2 separate regions of the Bombyx mori genome follow, and region 1 is linked to region 2. A link is a contact called in public Hi-C data. All regions are on one chromosome and are shown on one strand. The core of a region is the stretch at or near the end of the contact, and the rest is flanking DNA. Distances in the headings are between cores, read along the strand shown.

Region 1 (3,419 bases), core at 59-2,558, 210 kb before region 2:
CAAATCTGGAAATAATTACATAAAGGTTTTTTCAAACTTTTACAAATACGTAATACATTCCGCCTTTGGAAGTACATCTACAGTTATACTGGATACATATTTATGCAAACGGTATATTTCCGTACGTTTTTACATACTGTTGTTATTGTTGGAAGCGAGTTTGACGGCCAATTCTTTTATTCACAAATAGGAATCACTGAGTTGATATTGGATGTATTATGCAGAGATAGTTTCCGGGTAACGTTGAGGAAATATCAAACGATCTTGGAACATGAGCGTACCGAGATTATTTTAAAGTTTATATACATTCTTATTTCTTGACGATAATTTCGAATTAATAAACATAATCTCTTCTATTACGACACTAGGGTAACGGATAAGGTATGAAATGATGTAATTTAAAACAGATTTTTCTAAATTTAATGTTAGTGTTACTTTCAAATATTCTATTGTACTAATAAACATAATTTTAATAAGCCATTATTCGGGATGTACGGAGCACTAATTCGTTCCATATAAGATTGCTTTTTGTACTTAAAACAAACGCAAGTTGTATGCGCAACTGTTGTAATGTTGTGCAATATTGTATATAAATTGTATATAATATTTTTCACTGGTGGTAGGACCTCTTGGGAGTCCGCACGGGTAGGTACCACCACCCCGCCTATTTCCGCCGTGAAGCAGTAATGCGTTTCGGTTCGAAGGGTGGGGTAGCCGTTGTAACTATACTTGAGACCTTAGAACTTGTATCTCAAGGTGGGTGGCGCATTTACGTTGTGGATGTCTATGGGCTCCAGTAACCACTTAACACCAGGTGGGCTGTGAGCTCGTCCACCCATCTAAGCAATAAAAATAAAAAAAATAACCACTTAACACCAGGTGGGCTGTGAGCTCCTCCACCCATCTAAGCAATAAATAAAAAAGAAAAAAATATATATATTTTTCAAATGAAATTTCCGGCTGTTCAATACAATATACGTTTTATTTAACGCTATACTGCTATGAAGTCGTGTTGCTATGACAAAAAAAAAAAATTCCATCATTCATCCATTGTAAATATTGAAGTTCTCCTTTGGGCATAATATTATATAGTTCGCCTCACAAAATCCTTATAAACTGGATCGTGTCTTGATCAGGTGCATCACATACATACATATATGCCGGACCATGTCACTTATTTCCCACTAGTACTACTCCTTAAGGTAACCCAGGTAACTCTTAGACACTTAAAATTGTCCATTAATAATTCAAGCGGTTTGTTTTCGTAGCGTAGAATTAACGCTACGTCGCACGTAGTCATCGAGCTACGTCGTAGACCTACGACGTAGAGCTGCGTCGTAGACCTACGCCGTTATTTACATTGCAAAATGTATTTCGAACAAAAATAGAAGGAAAGCATTTTGTGGGATAACGCTGACCTCGCCGACATAATAACTACAATATTTCTAAAGCCATAAAGGATGTTGCCTTATAAAATCCATCTGGACGGGAGCTCCATCGATTGAAAACGGGCGCGGCGCCAAAACGTCTGGCTGTAAGTAGTCATATATCATGTTTATTATTCCACTAGTGTCAGTACAGTTAAATATTAGGCTCATTTGTGATGAGAACGTACATGGTGCGAACAAGACAGCATGAAATAAATACGGTAATAATAATTTATGTTATTAATTTATCAGAGGTTCTATCTTGACTGATTGTTGAATTGATAGATGTTTAACAACATTTCGGTAAGCCTTTAATATAATATGATGTATTACTATGATTTAGGTTATTTGATAGAAGAATATAATAATCATAATAATAACAATAACCGGATATAAGTCACACACGTTCATCTTGCCCGATAGATTCCCTGTGGAGACTTCAGACTGATATAAAAAGTAATAATAATAATAATATAAATCTTTATTTAACACCACATGTACATAGTAAACATATAAAACAAATAATAGACGCTGACATAAATTGGCGGCCTTATCGCTGAAAGCGATCTCTTCCAGGCAACCTTGCAGGGAGAGGAATAAGCAAGCTAGCGTGGACGGTGCTATATCTTAATAAACTTACATAAAAATATATACTTATATACACATGTGAAAAATAAATACAATACAAGATAGACTTACATACGATTAAATACAAATAAATACTAAAAATATGCAAGTAAATACAAAATATTTACTACTTTTTAAACTATTATATGTATGTATGTATGTATATGTGTATATATATTATACGTTTACGCTTATTTATGGTATGTATATATTTTTGTGTATGTATTTGTAATTTAATATAAATTTCATTGCACCTAGCACTCTGCACTACCTTTGGTTGACTAGTAAAGAATGACTTGCCATTAAGTCCGCCAGTATAAATTTTACATGAAGTGAAATAAATAAATAAATATAGATTTTTATATATATTTAAATATATGCATACGTAAGTATATATTAAACATTCAAACAAAGAGCAAATAAGCTTGTTCATGAGGTAACGACAAAGGCAGTCTTTTAACGAAGGAGTGATATTGTTCGTCGGACCGGCGGTCCCAATGTTGTTGTTCGCGACTTGTAATATATCGCTAGTGAGATTCAGGCATCTGTCAAATATTTTATGTACTATGATGACTCCCGTCATAAATAAGTGATAGTATTTTATATGAAATAAGAAAGCCTTTTATTTCACCCCAAAAAAAAAAATACATTTTACATAATCTTATTTATTTTATTTTTAAATTGTTAGGTACTAGTCTATTATTTTTATTTAATTACTTTGGATTGATTTATTTTCAGTTTAAATTAGCGTGAACCCTTCTGTTTGAGGGTAAAGCCCCCCTCCAAAGATACCCAATAGTCTCTATCTGTGACCTTTTCCATCCACAGTTTACCAGCCGTGCCTTAGATGTCGTTAGCCTATCTGCTTCTAGGTCTTCCTTTTTTCTATTTCTCCGAAGGCCTGGCCATGACTTCAGCCGAGAAGTCCCATCTATCGTCACTCATTCTTTGCCACGTGGCCTGCCTATCGCCATTTCAAGCTCACAGCATAGCTTAGTGCCTAATATAGCATAATACAGCTTGTTTTTTCTCTTATAGTAGAGCACCGAATTTTTATAATTTAAAAATAATAATTTAAATAATCTTTTTTTTCCGTATTTTAAAAGCAGATACTAATTTCGTTAGAAACATTAGTAAATGCCTGCTGCATTCAAATTCTGTCAAAACATAGTCATTAAATCAATCATGTTAATGAAACTCTTCATTCATCATAATGAGTCGTTCGAGTTTCTATCTTACATAAATCCGTTCTCGAATACCGATATTATTACACTGCCCGACTAATAAAACATCTACGGGTCTATGCGGGCTTACGTGACTTGTGGTTGTAACGAGAACGTGCGACCCGGTTTACCCCGGTCAGAG
Region 2 (3,671 bases), core at 355-2,854:
CGTATATGAGTACAATTTTTACATAAGTATACTATAAAGCTACAGCTTCAAATCAAAGCTTGTAGGTAAATAAACATCAGTGACCCGAAGACTCAGTGCAAACTAGAACAAATCGTTCACATAATGCCTGCATCCATACATTCCCTCTAAGTAGGAAACAGTGTAGAGTATTATTATCTTGATATATATACTTCTTTGAGCGAACAAAATTGATTTCTAATAGAAAAGGTAGCTACCATTTGCCGATTTGTGCTGCAAAGTAATCAGGCATTCCATTTTGAAGCGAAAAGTAACTGTTTGCTATAGCAGTTGTTTTATTCTTCAAACTTGACCGGGTTACTGTTACGTGGCTAAAATAGATAGTACCTACCCGTGCATAGTCACAAAACGTCCTACCACTGATTGATTGATTATATATATTTTTAGGATTTGATTTTTATTTTACGTTATTATTCCTTTGTCGTGTAAGTTATTCTTGATCATGCGTTAATTACGTATTGTTTGATTAGAAAAAAAAAAATGGTATCCGTTTGTGAGATTTGAACATTGGCACAGTCGCATTGCTCGATACGAGAACACCAGGCGCCTTATCCTTTAAGCCGCGATAACTTCGTAAATGGTTACTATTTATAGCAGCATTGTTCAGAGCGTTCACACGATTTCAATACACCTATTTTATTTCTTAGAGCTCTATCACTAGGCGTTGGGTAGTGAAACATTTCGGGCTTTAGCACAACCTATTATTTCTGCTTGGTCTGGCTAAGCTCGTAACTGGGACAGGGTGACGTCAATCCTTAAATGTCACCTACGTAAACCAACCTTTACTTGTGTGTACTTTTACAGTTAATATTGGCGTATCAGGTTTACTATTCTTATTCTAAATTTAAAAAAATTGTCTCAATTTTTTTTACGAATCTTATACCTTTAAACTAGCAATTCTTGTATAGATATGCATATAATTGTTGGAGCCGTTTCCGAGATTCAGATTATATATATATATATATAAACGGCTCCAACGGAAACGGCTCCAACAATTTTCATAAAATTTAGTATAGAGGGGATTTCGGGGGCGATAAATCGATCTAGCTACGAATTATTTTCAGAAAATGTTGTTTTAATCGTGTTTTCAATTTTCAACTTTATCGATTGACTCTTCCCAACATCTATTGGTGAATAATAATACTATTAAGCTATTTCAGCAGATGGCGTTGTTAAGCCACCCGAAGCCAATGAGTGTTTGCTTTAAGGTTAGACCAAGAAAATGAATTGTTTATTTATATTATTTGTGTCTTTTTCATATAAAATATAAAAAAAATACCGAGCTAAGCTCGGTCATCGTCTAGTTTGTATAATAAGAGATAAATAATTTTACTCTTTTTTTAAGAATAGGGACACGATTTTTAGTAAGATGATGAAGTCACAATGAGATGAGTAGGTTCAAACAAGACTAAAGCTAAAGCTAAAATAACAAAGCTAACATTATAATATTAAATCCATATGTAAAATCTCAGAACTAATCTAAAGAGGTTTCATCTCGGTAATGCTCCAAGTTTGCACGTAGTGCTTAACGTAGCAAACAGCGTAGCGTCGTAGACACCGTAGCAATGTACCGTAGAGTTGCTACGAGATTTATGTAGCGGCAAGTTGTGTACGTGCTAACGACTGTAGGATTTTTTGTATGAAATAATACTTTGAGTAAGTTTTAAGGAACAATAAAATTACATTTTTGTAGCTTAAAGTACCTTAAATAGAGAGAATTGCTCTCGGCTATTTTTTAAATCTCAGTAACAAGTTTAATGTAAAATTTGTATTTTTTTAAAAGTATCATGTACCTTTGTCGGTCGGTGACTAGATTTATAGCAAAAAACAATCAAACAACAAATATGCTATGAAGCGTACATTAGTTCATCAATATACATATTATGTTAGAAGATTTAAAATATGGATAGTATTTTTTTGTAAATATTCACTTGATACGCATTCAGGAACTACTAGTGTAACGACTGAGACAATATAATAAACTCGCATACAATCAATACATGCCACATGTGAGTTTACATTTCTACCGTTTGAAGTACCGAGTATTAACTAGCTGTAAGTGAAATTTGTTGAATTCGAATCTCAATAAAATCTTGATGACAGTGTATTTTTTTTAATACATATAATGTACTAATTTAATCAATCGGGCGATCAATATTTAATTAATTTAATAACTGGTGGTAGGTCCTCTTTTGAGACCTCGCGGGTAGGCATCACCATCCCACCTATGTCTGCGGCGAAGCAGTAATGCTTTCTAATTTAAAGGGCGGGGCAGTCATTGTATATGTGACGGAATTTAAGTTGTTGATGTCTATGGGCTTCAGTAACGAATTTAACCGAGATAAGCCGTGGAGCTAGATCGTAGGCCGAGATAAAATTAATGTGACAGGACACTCAGAAATATTTAGGGAATAGCTTAAATAATTTTAAAATTAGTAATCGTTAAAGCAGAGAAGGTACGGTTAATTTTGATATTGAACTCTGCATAGGAAGGTCATATTACATTTGTTCTGAAAATAAGTTGGTTGCTAATCGTCTTTCGAATCATGAATATCTAGAAGACCCTATAAAGATTTTCTCTAGATTAATGAATAAAATCATTAAAAAAGTGGTGTACATAATCCCGTAATGTTTCAAATAATATTCAATTTGAGTCACTCAAACAAATTTCATTTAAATATAATATACCTTATTAAATTGAAATGTATCTTTTTTTAGAATTAGCCGTTTGATAATTAAAACTTAGAAAACCGGGATACATTGTTAAGACTTTTAAAGTTAATTCACTATAGGACATTTTAATATACACCCCGTTCTTCATCTTTTCAATCGTGTCACTCTTGATAGAGTGGTCGTGTGATGTCAACATTTCATTGAATTGCATACATAACGGAAAACAGTACAAAGGACGATTGAAAAGGCAATTAAAAAAAGCGAGGTAATATCGTAAATGTGGTATAATTTTGTCTATGACTCGCGAATGCCGAAGACAATCTTAAGAGCCTAATAATAAGAAATATTTTTATTACAACTCAATGTACTATATTTTTTTTTGTAAAAGGAAAAGTAAGCTTAGATGGTAAACAAATATTATTAACGTTATCATTGTGTATCTTATTCTTATACCTTTAAACGAGTAATTCTTGTAAATATATATAAACTGAACCTCGGAAACGGCTCTAACGATTTTCATAAAATTTAGTATACGGGGGATTTCGGGGGCGATAAATCGATCTACCTACGATTTAATTTCAGAAAATGTTGTTTTATTCGTGTTTTCAATAATCAACTCTTCCCGACATCTATTGGCGAATAATAATACTATTTTTCTTAATTGAGGGCAACTAACCGCTTTAAAGACACAACAAGATGGCGTTATCAAAAACAAAACCGGTCATCATCTAGTTTCAAATTAAATGAAGTTTTGAATTGAAAATATTATCAACCACTTGATACCTCTCGGACATTTTAGCTTGAAAGGTGTTAAATAACTACACTACAAATTCCGTACGTATATAATTACGTTCCGTGAGTATATCTAAATTACATATTTTAATTGCATTCTACCACGATACAACAGAACCGATTATTTCACGTGTCAAATCAAGAATGATGGCTCGAAAATAGCTGCT

What was found. Hi-C and Micro-C count contacts between places; a contact is called where the count stands out from the background.
Region 1: a contact with region 2 is called in a Hi-C map of middle silk gland, with 2.0 times the contacts expected there. The contact joins two enhancer-like sites. A contact is called at or near these places in 2 of 7 Hi-C or Micro-C datasets (middle silk gland and whole pupa).

Annotation. Positions count from the first base shown.
Region 1 is chr17:11,974,905-11,978,323 of ASM3026992v2, reverse strand. All of the region lies in intron 2 of LOC105842473, which reads right to left. Among protein-coding and RNA genes, the nearest start is that of Mir3208, 12 kb to the left of the region's middle. Within about 2 kb of position 1,308, at least 3 of the 8 cell types and tissues checked have open chromatin away from gene starts, as enhancers often do.
Region 2 is chr17:11,767,239-11,770,909 of ASM3026992v2, reverse strand. All of the region lies in intron 3 of LOC105842471, which reads left to right. Among protein-coding and RNA genes, the nearest start is that of LOC101746544, 50 kb to the right of the region's middle. Within about 2 kb of position 1,604, at least 1 of the 8 cell types and tissues checked has open chromatin away from gene starts, as enhancers often do.